4 separate regions of the Mus musculus genome follow, and all the other regions are linked to region 2. The links are chromatin contacts, called in public ChIA-PET and Hi-C maps. All regions are on one chromosome and are shown on one strand. Each heading gives the region's core, a stretch centred on a gene start, on an enhancer-like site or on the middle of the called end of the contact. The rest is flanking DNA. Distances are from core to core; before and after follow the strand shown. Region 1 has its middle 36 kb from the start of Gm46343. Region 2 overlaps Gm36723 (a long non-coding RNA gene). Region 3 has its middle 31 kb from the start of Gm36441. Region 4 overlaps Gm36287 (a long non-coding RNA gene).

Region 1 (3,033 bases), core at 37-2,536, 170 kb after region 2:
GGAGACGGAGATGGCCACACAGGTTCTGTGGAGAAGAAGGGGTTAAGAACGGTTGACATTTATAAACCGGAGTCTAGGAAATACAAATGGTTGCTAACAAAAGCCATCTGGGAAGAGTTGAGATGACTCAGCAGGTGCCATTTCCATTTCTAGAAAAACAACGCAGACCACCTCAGTCTCACCTGGACCTAGCCTGTAGCTCAGTTGTAGTGAGTTATAGCTCAAGACAGACGCTACACGGGCCAGGGCTTTGCACAGCCCTCTCCAGTCACCGCCTGGAGTCAACTCGAAGTCCCAAGCCCACTCCTTAGAGCTCTCAGTTCAGAAGAACCTTCAGGGGGCTTCCTGGAAAGGAATTTCAGAAAGGACCTGACCTGAGATGCTTTCAACTGCAGGAGGCATTCCAAGGGCGGGCAGGTGCAGCCTTGTGGGGCTGCGTGCACATTTCCTGCTGGCTGCTTCCCAGCCTGACTTGCCAGCCAGCACCTACATTGGTTAGAGCACTCTGCAAACCTTTGTGCAGCCCTGGCTTCAGCTCAATAGTCCAGAGATTTCCCTTTGAGTCACGCCACCTTCAGATGCTCAGACTGAGCAGACAAACACACAGAGCTTTCTTAATTTTTTCAGTTTTCCTAAGTGCTTAGTGGTAGTTTGATGGCTAACCTAAAATCGCATTGTATATAAAGTTGAAGCAAGAAGTACTGACTAAACCACAGCCCATGCCTTCAGTAGAGCTTTTGCCAGTGCAAGACTTGACGGCTGTCCGGTGCCAATCAAGTTTCCTCCAGACCTCAGTCTCACCACGTCACACTATCTGAAAGCAGCTGGCCATTCCAGTGTGGCTCCACTAAGGAATCCTGGAGCCCACGTTAGCCAATGGCTTCCGCTTGGCTTAGTAGTGACGTAGACTAATAATATCCTCCTTCCCATGGCCTCTCTTTCCCCTTCTTCCCATCTCATTAAAAGAAAGAAAAAGAAAACTTTTAGTAACACATCAATAGCTGGATTAAGATCCACATTGCTTAGCCAAATGACCCAACCATAAGATAAATAGCTAGGAGCCCCCACTTCCATACTGGCTGACACCAGGCTCTGTTCTGAAGAGATTTACAGATTCATTTCTCCCTCACACTGATTCTATGCAGCTGATACTCTTATTCACACACACCCCACTGGACAAAGGAGGAAGGTAAGGCACAGAAAGAATGAAATCGCATGGCACTGACATCCCTGAGGTTTGTGACTCAGGCTCTCCATTCCGTGTGGCACGGTGCCAGGCACAGGCAAGGCGGAAACCATGGTATTCGTTCTTAAGATGCCCAAGGATTGTAATCTGTCTTTATCCAGACCCACTGGGGCTACGACAGAGGAAGCAGGGCACTTCCTTTATGGAAACCGCAGGAGCTAATGGCTTTTATGTCCCCCCAGTGAAGGGGCCCCTGGAGTCCAGAATCATCTTATAAAAATTTCAGGATGAAACCTGTTGAGACCACTATCCTCTGGGCATCAGCTGTGGCATCTGTAGGCCAGTGCCTAAGAAGGAAAGGCCACTGGCTAAAGTCTGGATGTGTCTTGCTGCAAACCATTACCAGTGAGAGGGAACCATCCCCCCCTGCTCCTAACAGGGGCATCGAGGATGCACGGCTCAGTTCTAGAAGTCAAAGCAAGAAACAGCAAGCAGGCTGGTGCCTCTCTGCTGAGGACCTAGAACTTGGCTTCCTGGCTTCTGCACAAGGCAGACACTCTGCCCCATGAACAGAGAGATGTCGGGGCCATTCTGGACTTGACTCTCTCTGCCCCACATCACTGGATCTCTCTGGAGGAACATATGATCTGTTGTGGTTTGAGACTGAGCTGAGTAACCCAGGGGCGTCTAAAGAGTGCGCCTTCTTAGAGCTTGGTCTGCACCTGCTGTCAGGACAAAGAACCGAGATTCAAAGATTTCTGAGCAGGAAATGTCGAAGAATAGTATATCTTGATGAAGGCGACCAAGAATATGAAAACGAAGCGCGTGCTCTGCTCACAGGGGCTCCGGGCCTACACATCTCCAACTCGCCCAGCCTGAAGCTCTTCAAAGGCTTTGAGGCCTGTGCAGGCGGCTGGCAAGTGTAGGGTACCCTCTTCACTCTGCCTTTCACAGGTAACCCACCGCCCACCAGACACCCAGAAAGATGGGAGGATGCTGGCACAGGAAGGCAGCTGTGAGGAGCAGGCCCCTCAGATAGCTCAGTTATCTAAACTTCAACCTGGAAGTTCAAACTCCGGCCCAGTTCCCTTGCTGGCTCCAGAGACTTGGCTTAGAGGTGGGCATTGCGCAAGTTACCTGCCAGGACCAAAAGGGACTCAAAAATCCTAGGGGCTTAGATGCACTGTGGACACTGTCAGGCAGGACTAGAGATGGTGTCCAGCCAAGGACACCTGTTGCCCCGGAATGTATTTGCCAGGCCCTGCATCAGCTGCACGTCCTACTGTGTGATTGTACAACTCAGTGTTGACGGCCTCCAATCTATCCAGAGTGTAGAATGTGGGCTCGGAATTGACAGGACTCTTAGAGCAGGGAACCAGAGTCAACAGCTCTTGGCGCAGTGCTGGCGTCGTGGGGGAGTGGAAGGGTCCACACAGCCAGCTCTTGTCCAGGCACAGCCCTGGCATGCCCTCCAGGCGTGGAAACTGCTCTTGGGCAGGTGGCTGAGGCTCAGAGAGGGAAGGGAATAGGGACATGGGGTTAAGGGACCTTGGTGGAGCATGCAAGGCTGTCTTCTGGCGCACCCACACCTCTGGTGACAGCAGCACCTGCCTTGCAGCTGGGTGCCCTCTTCTCCCCCACCCTTCCCCCAAAAGCCCCAGCGTCCTGCCAGCAGCGCCTGGCTCCACCTACACCCATCCTTCCAAGCAGTGGGACCCAGGACAGGACGCCTGCCTGCCTGCCTGCCGGATGCGGAGGTGGGGACTGGTAGGGGGTGGGGTGAGGGTGAAGGCAGGCCAGGCTGGGAGAGGCTAGGCCCACGGTGCAATCAAACATTCTGAAGAGCA
Region 2 (3,246 bases), core at 637-3,136:
AAAAAATAAACACCATTTAGGGATATTGATGGTGGAAGGCTATGAATAACATAGCAGAGACAGCTAGGCCTCAGCAATACGGTATGAGCAATACTAGCAGAGTATATAGAATAACACATCCTGTGAATAAAATATATGTTCACTGCTACTGCAGAGCAATGTATGTGGTAACTAGGTACCCAAGTACCTACTCCAGGTACACACACACACACACACACACACACACATACCTAGGCCTCAGCAGGATTTCATCTTCCATTTTCCCCATCCTTATCTGACCCCCAAGATTAACCATCACAACCATAGAGAACACATTAATTGGCATAGAAGCTGAACCATGTGACTGTGTTCTTCGTCTTCATCTGCTATGACAAAGTTTATTGCAAACGTCTCTCTAATGCAGTGGTTCTCAGCCTTCCTTTGCTGCAACCCACTAGTACACTTCCTCATGTTGAAGTGGCTCCCAACCATAAAATTATTTTGTTGCTACTCTATAACTGTAATTTTGCTTCTGTTGTGAATTGTAAATATCTGATATTCAGAATATCTGATATGTGAACCCTGCCAAAGGGTTCTTAACACATAGATTGAAAACTGCTACTCCAATATATCTCCGCTCACTTCTAAAGCAAAGAGATTGTTGGTGCCTCATGTAGGTGTCTCTGGGTGTGCCTTGTGTCGTCTCTTGTCCTGCATGGTACTGGGAATGTATGCCACTCATGGTTCTGCCTCTATGCCCATTAATGTATTCTTCATCGACTTTAAACCTACCTTCCTCCGACTTGTTTTGTAATATTCTTAGGCTTGGCAATGGTCCCATTGCATGGTGGGAGAGGACATTAAAAGTGTCTATACCACAGACTTACATGGAGCAAATGCAGTTGCCTTGTAGTAGAAAACTTCAGAGTATTAAGTTGCCACCTCCGCATGATTACAAATGAAACGCTTGCTCTGCTGTGATGACCTAACTGGTGTCAGGACTTTCCCCTAAGGGAGACTACTATCCTGAACTCATGTCAGTCCCTGAGGACATATAGTCATATGGAAATAGGAAGCCAGAAGAGATTTCTAATGCCTGTGGCCAAATCAGCTGTTTCTGTGCCCTCTGCACTCGCACCTGTCAGGCACCACCAGTCCCATGGAAAGTCCACCCTCGGACGATGCTCCCAGGGCTAGCATGAAAGGAAGGAAGGAAATCTTTCCCATCCCACCTGACAGGTGTCGGGTACAATGCATGCAAGATGACCCCCTTCTCTCTTCACTATGGAAAGGAACTCTCAAGTCCTGTGATGACAGGCACCCAGGGGTAACACTGCAGTACCCTTCTGAAATTGCTCATATATCCACCATGCTTGAAGGTAGGGTGTGGCCGTGAGTGCCAAGTCAATCAACTGAACACTTTCACCCCCACCCACCCACCCTATTGCTAGCTATTTTCAAAAGAGGAGTGCAGGTGCCCAACTTCCTGTGGCCGAAATGACTGGGTTGCTAGAGATGACTCAGTGACATGTGTCGTGGTTGTCTGACACAGCCGGTGTGCCTCAGAGCCCAGGAAAGGTCCCTGCCCACAAACTAGTCAGTCTGCAGCCAAACAGCCCTTGAGTTCCAGGCACCCGGTTCCAGTCCCCCCCACCCCGCACCCCCTCCTGGAGCCAAGATGGACTCTGTGCACAAAGCAGGTGTGGGAAGGGAGGGCAGGGAAGTAGGCCCCATTGTTTTTATAACAATCCCTTCTCATTTTCTATACTGCAGCCTTCAGTCCATTACAGGCAATTTCCTGGCATCACCCAAGCTTGAAAGGCCAGATCAAAAGTACAGGGTGTCCCAGCTGTGTGGGCCTCACTCAGACTGAACACTAACCACAACCCTTGCAGATAATTTATTCCACTGGAGACACCCTGTGCTTCCTCCCTGGGCGCCTGGCCCTCTGGTCTCCTCCACACTCCAATTGTGGAAGTACTCATCTCCCCTGTGACAAAAAAAAAAAAAAAAAAAAAAAAAAAAAAAAAAAAAAAAGGCTGCTCGGCTTTGGTTTCACACCTGCTGGGCTCACAGGATTTGAAGCCATAGTTGGGACATACAAAGGCTCAGAAAGCTGAATTTAGGTTAACAAACTGTGTTCGTTTTAGTATGTTAGAGGAACCTGAGAAGAGGATGTTGATGTTTGGTGCTCAGTAGGTGATCAAGGAATTAGAGCAGAGGCAGGAGCAGAACTTCATGAGGAGGGGTCAGGTGAGTTCTGGGATGGAACCAAAAAGCAGGAGGATAACTACTGCATAGAGAGATGACACAGGGCACAGATCAAGGACAATAGCCTCTAGATTCTTTAAACAACGTGTGTGTGTGTGTGTGTGTGTGTGTGTGTGTGTGTGTGTGTATGTGTTTGTGTTTGTGTTTCTTTCTGACTGTCTGTCCGAGTGTTCGTATTCACATGTGTATATATGAAGGTATACCTGTGTGTCTTAAGTGTGTGTGTGTGTGTGTGTGTGTGTGTGTGTGTGTGTGTGTGTGTCTTTCTGTCTGTCTGTCCGAGCGTGTGTATGCACATGTGTATATATGAAGGTACACCTGTGTGTACATGTATGTGGAAGCCAGAGGTCAACCTCATTCCTCAGGAGCTGTCCACATTGCAGTATGAGACAGAATCCCTCACTTCCTTGGGCCATTGCCAAGGCTAAGCAGACTGTCAAACGAGCCCCAGGATCTTCCTATTTCTGCCTCCTGGTGCTGGGAATGCAAGCCCAGCATTTTTCACTAGTTCCGGGCTGGAAACTCAGAGCCTCCTGATTCTTTGGCAAGCATTTTAACAACCTAGTTATCTTCTTAGCCAGGAAGAACTGTTACCAACCAAATAAGATAACCAGAGAGTAGAATGGACATTGGGAAACGGCTATGCCTGAAGGCTTTTATCTGATTTTATTCTGGTTCATTTTTATTCTATTGAGGTAGGGTCTCAAGTAGTCCAGGATGGCCTCAAACTTCTGGTCCTTTTGTCCCCACATTCTAAGTGCTAGGATTAGAGGCATAGGTTACCACAATTGCTCGTGAAGGTTGTGTTTAAAACCACAAATAATATAGCTGCAGGGTAAGGTAGTTTATTCCTGTAATCCCAGCATTGCGGAGGCTAAGGCATGAAGACAGAAAGATGGCTTCAGGTGTAATGTCAGCACGGGTGACATAACGAGTTCCAGGCAAGCCTGGACTGCACTGTGAGACCTTGCCAAGAGAGAAGGAGGAGGGAGGGAA
Region 3 (3,257 bases), core at 322-2,821, 200 kb after region 2:
TGAGATTGCCCGTGTTAACAGACATGCAAGTATTCAGGAAATTGCTGCTCACTGGAGGCCCAATGTCTATAGCTTATACATTCAGCATCAGGGAAACTTCCTGTCTGTTCCCTTCTCTCTCCACTTCCTGGTATCATTCCATTCACTGAGGCCATGAATGTGGCTACTTCCAAATGCCACAAGTACATGAAATCATATAGTGTTTGTTTTCTATGGCTGGCATATTTTACTTAGTAAATGTCCTCAAGGCTTACCCATTCCTTCTTCTTGAGGGCTAAATAATATTCCATCCTTTGTAGATGCTATGTTTTCTTTACACATCTTTCTGTCAGTGGACATTTATTAGGACTGTTTCTACATCTTTCCTATGTAGGCAGTGTGATTAAACCCATTTAACAGATGAGCTAACTGAGAGTCAGAGAAGTCAGGAAGCCCTCAAATTCAAGTACCCTTGTCAAACCGGGTCTTGACTGACTCCCCACCTTCTCCCTGCCTATGGCTTGTATACCTCAAGCATTAGCAGTCACATAGAGGGAAGTTGCCAGAGTCCCCTTTCTCTCTGTTTTACAGGTAGCCTGCAGATCCTGCCAGGCCTGCCTGCAGGTGCTAAATACGAAGGGAGCCAGGCAAGGCTAAGCCATCCTATTTTAAAGGCCCATTTCTACCATTCCACATTATCCTCCTCCAACCTGCAATGAAAACACACAGGGGAGGGGTGTAAAAGTCTTGTGGTGTGTGGCCTGGCCGGGCATGTTTTATACCCACAGGGTCAGTTTCCTTGGGCTGGCAAGTGCTAAGTAGGCTGCTGGCTTCCAGGGATATCCTAGCCAGAGAGAGTAGAGTGGTGAGAGAGGAAACAGTAGCCAATTAGGACAGTTTTACTGCCTGGAGTCCCAGGAGGGGAATCTGGGCCATCCCCGTGGAGAAGGGATTGGCTGGGAAAAGATTCACGAAAAAGGAGGTGCTGCCATGGTGTTAAGACCAGACTGAAGAAAGAAAGAGACCAGTGACCTTGTTAGGCATCTCTGTGTCTCTGTAGGGATGGGTGGACTAAGGCAGTGTGAGTCACCTGGATGACCCACCAGCAGTTCCTCCTGCCCTGAGACGGGAGAGAAGGGTGTACTTACACGTGGATGCAAGGCAGAGAGTACGCTCTTCACCTCAGCACTAAAACACGAACTGAGGAGCTGGGCGAGGAGCCCTTTGGGATTTGTTCCTTCTGGTTGGGAAATGCACCCAGGAAGGTTAGTTAGGAGGGTTCGAATGAAGAATCTCTTGGGTGAGTGTAACCAAACAGCCTTTGCGGTCCCCCTTCCTTGGGAACTTACCGGACTTAACAGGAAGTCCCCTTTACCCAGACCACTTCCCAGCATCAGAAAGAACAGGACATCCTGTCCCCACAGCTCTGCAAGGTCAAATCAACCAGCGGCATCTCTGTCCCCTTTTCTCACCAGAGGCCAGCGCACGGCCTCCTCATCAACATTCTGCCGGCTGGGCGTCGAAGCTGCGGGAACTGAGAAGTAGGTCACCCCACAGGCTAGGAAGGCTGCTGTGTGGTTTCAGCTAACTGGGTTGCTGGAAAGCCCCCCTGCCCACAGTTATCCCCTGAGTCACCACCTCACAGTGGCGAGGCAGCAGGCTGACTCCGTCTGAGCTCAGCTCGCAAGGCTGTGCTGTGTGGGGCATGGGAGGAGTGAAACCCACCTCTGAAACAAAATCCAATAGTATCACCCTTCAAGAGCCTTCCAGAAACCAGCCTTGGTAGAGGAGCACCCGGGGGCACTGTTGGGGAGGACTCTGCCTTTGTCCTAGATCCCCAGTACTCTGACAGATCTAAGCACTTGGGCCACAGGAGCTGGAAGCAGAAGTGGCCCAAAGGTCTGGGAGGTTTCAGGGGACACAGGTCAGGTGTACAGAGAGAGAAGCCTGGGACCAGAGGACATCAGGGTAAGAGCCACCCGTAGCTAGGTGGCAGTTGTTTAGATCCCTATGCAGAGTCAGAACAAGGGAGGAGGGTAGTGCAGTATTCACCCTCTTTTTCACCTTCTTTGGCCCCGTGTGTTTTTTGTTTGGTTGATTTTGGAGGTTTTGGGTGGGTTTTTTTTTGTTTGCTTGCTTGCTTTTTTTTTTTTTTTTTTTGGTTTTGGTTTTGGTTTTTTGGTTTTGTTTTCATTAATTTATTTATTTACTTTACATCCCAATGGAAGTTTCCCCATCCCCCTCTTCTCTCAGTCCCTCCCTCTCAACGCCCCTCCCCTCACCCTCCCCCCTTTCTCCTTAGAGAAGGGGAGCCTTCCCTTGGATATTATCCCACCTTGATATATCAAGTTCTAATAGGACTCGGTGCATTTTATTCTAGTGGGGCTAGGCAAGGCAGTCCAGTTAGTGGGGAAGGGATCCAAAGGCAGACAACAGAGTCAGTGACAGCCCCTGCTCCTGCTGTTAGGGGTCCCACATGAAGACCAAGTTGCACATCTGTTACATATGTGCAGGGGGCCTAGGTCTGACCTGTGTACGCTCTGTGGTTGGTGATTCAGTCTCAGTGAGCCCCGATAAGGCTCGTGTGTCTTGCTAAGGAGGTGGCATTGTACCTGAAGACACTGGAGCCGGTCTGGGTATTTTCTGGTGGAAAATTATGACCAGATATCTACTTTAGAAAGATGCCTCTGGGGCTGGGCAGTCCATTCAATCAGTAAAGCACTTGCAAGATCCGAATTAGATCTTCATAGCCCATGTAAAAGAAAAGGCATGTGGCATGGCTCCCATTCATAATCCCCATATTGGGTAGACAGAGACAGGCAGATTTCTGGGACTTCCTATCAGTCAACCTAGCCTACTTGGAGAATTCCAAGCCAGTGAGAGACCTTCTTTCAATAAAAAGAAGTAGACAGAACCTAAGAAATGACACTCAAGTTTGTCCACTGCTGGGAACAAGCATCTACAAGTATCAACACACACACACACTAAATATACACAAACACACTCACACACACACACTCATACACACACATCTAAGGAACCCATTAGGAGGAGAGTGACTCAGGACAGAGATTGCTTGGAGGGACACAAACGCACCCAACAGATGACAGTGTGAGGGAAACGGGAGAGGCAGAATGTCTGATGAGCTGAGAATGATTTGGTCTGCACATAATATCTGCTGTGTGTCCCTGGGTACGTGACCTACCTTCATCATCTTGCCCAATCTCTCCAGTTCCCTGATATGGGGCCTGAACTTGTCCACTTGATGGGAAGGGGAT
Region 4 (3,205 bases), core at 277-2,776, 250 kb after region 2:
CGGGGACAGCAGCACTTCCTACTGGCCTCTCATAGGCAGCTGGGGAAACCCCTTCTTCATGCAGCAAGTCGGGAAGATATGGATATCCAACGAGGGGTCTGAAGGTAATGTTGGTCCTGAGCTGATCTCTGTACTTGAGCCTAGAGAAATGTGGAAGCCAGCCTCTGGTTCTGCCCCAGAGAAGCTCTCACATCTGTCCCTCACAGTCTGTGTCTGTGGCAGGTTACTTCCTCTTTGAACCTCAGTTTCCTTATCTGTCAGATGGAGCAAACATGGGGACCTGCCATGGGAGAACCCCAGCTCATGCAGGTACCCTCCACAGGGAACATGGCATGGCCTGTCTCTCTCTAAGGGACAAGAAAGCCCTTGGCCTTTCCTGTCTCTGCTCACACTTAAATCTCACTATGTTTTGGCAGGTAGAAATGTCAGCTCTAAGATCCTGGGCCCCATGCTACCCTCCCTGAGATGCTGCTATGTGAATGTGGAGGGAAAGAAACAGAAGTTACTGCATCTTACTCCATCCTAAGAAAGGCTACAGTGGGCAGCCCTGATTCCCTCCTGCTGTCCAGAACCTGAGAGCCCAGTAAATTGGAGCCTAGGCCACTGTGGCCTTTGAAAGACAGACAGAAGACTTCCAGACACGCAGCAAAGATAAGAAAGCTGCAAGGATGCCAGAGGCCTCCCAACATCCAATCCAGACAGAGCCTTGTCTGAGGTAGAGGTTTCCAATGAGTGAGCCCCAGGAAATCTTAAGTCTTGGGGATATGGCATACTAGCAGAGGGGCAACAATCAGCTCCAGGGAGTAAAGAAATTAAAAGCAGCCCTTGTTGTAGCTTGTGCCAATTTGTATGGTATAATCACTCCTGCCTTGGCTAATGTCATCACTGAAGGCAAATTCAGGACCAGCAAAGCATAGTCAACTGTCCTGAGCAGCAACATCTCACACTCAAAGCATATGAGAACAGATGGCTCTTCCCATAAGATTCTTGCTACCTGCCCAGAGGACCAAGAACAAACAGTGGCATGTCTCGGCTGGAAGACAGAGGAGCAGAAGGGTTGTTGAGTGTTACAGGTTGGCTAGGAAAAGTCCCACACCGGCTTGTGTGTTTGAACACTTGCTCTCCAGCTCATGGTGCTCTCTGGGAAGTTTCTGGAACCTTTTAAAGGTGAGGCTGTGGTGATTTAAAGAATAGTCCCCTTGGGCTCCTATTTTGAATACTTGGTAGAACTGTTTGGGGAGGATTGGGAGGTGTGGCCTTGTTGGAGAAGATGTATCACTGGGGGTGGACTTTGAGGTTCTAAAAGACTCCCAGTGTTCTTCCTCTACCTCGTGGTTGTGGATCAAAATGTGAGCTGATCTTCCCTCCTCCATCACTCATTGTAGTCCTCTGAAACCATAAGCCAAAATAAATGTTTTCTTCTAGAAGTAGACTTGGTCATGACGTTTTATCAAAGCAACAGAAAAGTAACTAAAACAAGGGCCTACATGGGGGAAGTGGATCTCTGGGGAGGCAGGCCTTGAGGTTTACAGTCCTGCCCAACTTCCTGCCCCCTCTCCACTTCGTGGTCCACATAGAGATAAGCATATAGCTGTGTGTTCCTGCTAGCTTGCTTTCTCTATCATGACAAACTATACCTTCAAAATTTCATCCCAAATAAATCCTTTCTCCCTTAAGTTGCCTCTTGTCAAGTACTGGTCATAATAACCAGAAAAGGAGCTACGACACAGGGATAAATGAGAGGTTAAGGGACAGGCTCTTGGGCTGGGCACTAGTTAGCTGTGTCTAGGTAGATCTCCAGTCTGTTGACCTGTGTGGCTTTGGGTACTTTGGCCTCTACAAAAACAGAGAAGATTAGCATCTAGCTTATTATATGGATAAATGTGATGGTTAGTGGTGATTAACAATTGATTGGGTTGAAAGATACCTGGGAAATTAATAAAATATATTTCTAGGTGTGTCTATGAGGGAATTTCCAGGATTTCCAGGGAGGCCTAACTGAAAACAGAAAGCCTTTCTTGAATGAGGGTAGCATTGTTCAGTAGGCTGTGGACCCAGCATCATCCTGTGGGTCCAGCTGGCATTGGGGAGGGTCCAGCATCATCCTGCTGATTCCCTGTGCTTCCTTCAGAGTATGGGTGCTGTGTGACTGCTCATTTGTGTGGCAAATTAACACCTGGCTCTCCCACTGGGCAAGGAGTCCACAAGGCATAGTTGACAGGTATTTTTAACAAGGTTACTCTTTGCCATGAGATACTGTGAACTACAAAATGTCCCCAGCTTTTACCAACTGGTTGCTAGGAGTGTTCCGAGTCATTGAGATAAGAATCCATGCCCTTGGTCAATTCCATTTCATCCTAAGAGCTGGCATAGCCTATAAAGAGACCCCTCATTCTAGGTACTGGAATCCATGAGTACAGGAGTTCGACCTTGGTTTGTTCAACCCATCTCTAGCCAGTGGGATCTCAGAACAAAAAGTAGATTCTAAGAAATGCATGCTGGTAGATGAATCTGCAGCCCCTACTTACAGGCTGCTAAGCAAGCTATTCTGACTTCAGGATGAGACCTATAGGAATCTGACAAGTAGGGCCTTAGGAACACAAGATTCCAAAAACGTCCTATCTTCCCAGGGCTCAACTGGGCAGGACCCAAAAGCCAGCCCTCCTATCACTTCACCTTCCCTAGCATCCCAGAGCCCAGGAGATGATGTAGCTGCTTCTTCTGCCTTGTAGCAGGAGGTAGAACTGCTCTCTCTCTCTCTCTCTCTCTCTCTCTCTCTCTCTCTCTCTCTCTCTCTCTCTCTCTCTCTCTCTGTTAGAATCCTTGTACTCCCTGTCTACTGCCAATCTTTTGAAGGCCTGACCAGTGAACTACTATTCAGTGAGAAGCAAGCTGGGAAGCAGGAGCCAATCACAGACAAGCAAGTGAGCACAGCTGTGGGGATGTAGAAGCCACTCAATGTTCCAGGGCAATGTAGAAATTCTTAATTCAAACCCTTTCCTCGGGCTTCTAGTTCTCTCTGTCCATCACACTGTTGAGTGTCTGTCCAATCATCCAAATGCTGGCCACTTGAGGATCCACAAGGAGCATCTGGCTCTGTGTTCGTTCCACTTAGTCAACAAGCACATCACCAACACTCACATGTGTCATGCTGTTTGCTCCAGAATTGACATCCATACTCCCCTGTGTTGGCCTCGCTGTATCA

The links. A called contact is a pair of places that touch in the nucleus more often than the background predicts. ChIA-PET counts read pairs in DNA pulled down with a chosen protein or histone mark.
Region 1: a contact with region 2 is called in a Hi-C map of myocytes, with 2.2 times the contacts expected there. The contact joins two enhancer-like sites. A contact is called at or near these places in 5 of 484 Hi-C or Micro-C datasets (Th1 cells, Th2 cells, group 2 innate lymphoid cells and 2 more) and 1 of 115 datasets of contacts at active chromatin or transcription factors (memory CD8 T cells).
Region 3: a contact with region 2 is called in a Hi-C map of muscle stem cells, with 1.6 times the contacts expected there. The contact joins two enhancer-like sites. A contact is called at or near these places in 6 of 484 Hi-C or Micro-C datasets (Th1 cells, Th2 cells, group 2 innate lymphoid cells and 2 more) and 3 of 115 datasets of contacts at active chromatin or transcription factors (Th17 cells, effector CD8 T cells and memory CD8 T cells).
Region 4: an RNA polymerase II ChIA-PET map of memory CD8 T cells shows a contact between it and region 2, with 62 read pairs. The contact joins two enhancer-like sites. A contact is called at or near these places in 7 of 484 Hi-C or Micro-C datasets (the 63-12 cell line, B cells, Th1 cells and 3 more) and 4 of 115 datasets of contacts at active chromatin or transcription factors (the 3134 cell line, effector CD8 T cells, large pre-B cells and 1 more).

Annotation. Positions count from the first base shown.
Region 1 is chr12:25,266,759-25,269,791 of GRCm38.p6, reverse strand. No RefSeq gene overlaps it. Among named protein-coding and RNA genes, the nearest start is that of Gm46343, 36 kb to the left of the region's middle. Within about 2 kb of position 1,286, at least 77 of the 459 cell types and tissues checked have an H3K27ac peak or open chromatin away from gene starts, as enhancers often do. A contact at or near this core is called in Th1 cells, Th2 cells, group 2 innate lymphoid cells and 2 more, where this site is marked.
Region 2 is chr12:25,437,186-25,440,431 of GRCm38.p6, reverse strand. The region is part of intron 9 of Gm36723 (a long non-coding RNA gene); the gene reads right to left. Among named protein-coding and RNA genes, the nearest start is that of Gm36886, 36 kb to the left of the region's middle. Within about 2 kb of position 1,886, at least 88 of the 459 cell types and tissues checked have an H3K27ac peak or open chromatin away from gene starts, as enhancers often do. A contact at or near this core is called in Th1 cells, Th17 cells, Th2 cells and 4 more, where this site is marked.
Region 3 is chr12:25,238,580-25,241,836 of GRCm38.p6, reverse strand. No RefSeq gene overlaps it. Among named protein-coding and RNA genes, the nearest start is that of Gm36441, 31 kb to the right of the region's middle. Within about 2 kb of position 1,571, at least 107 of the 459 cell types and tissues checked have an H3K27ac peak or open chromatin away from gene starts, as enhancers often do. A contact at or near this core is called in Th1 cells, Th17 cells, Th2 cells and 3 more, where this site is marked.
Region 4 is chr12:25,185,727-25,188,931 of GRCm38.p6, reverse strand. All of the region lies in intron 5 of Gm36287 (a long non-coding RNA gene), which reads right to left. Gm36496 (a long non-coding RNA gene) reads left to right here. Exons shown (of 3, transcript XR_381348.4): 2 at 1-104; 3 at 417-1,427. Among named protein-coding and RNA genes, the nearest start is that of Gm36496, 3.5 kb to the left of the region's middle. Within about 2 kb of position 1,526, at least 10 of the 459 cell types and tissues checked have an H3K27ac peak or open chromatin away from gene starts, as enhancers often do. A contact at or near this core is called in memory CD8 T cells, where this site is marked.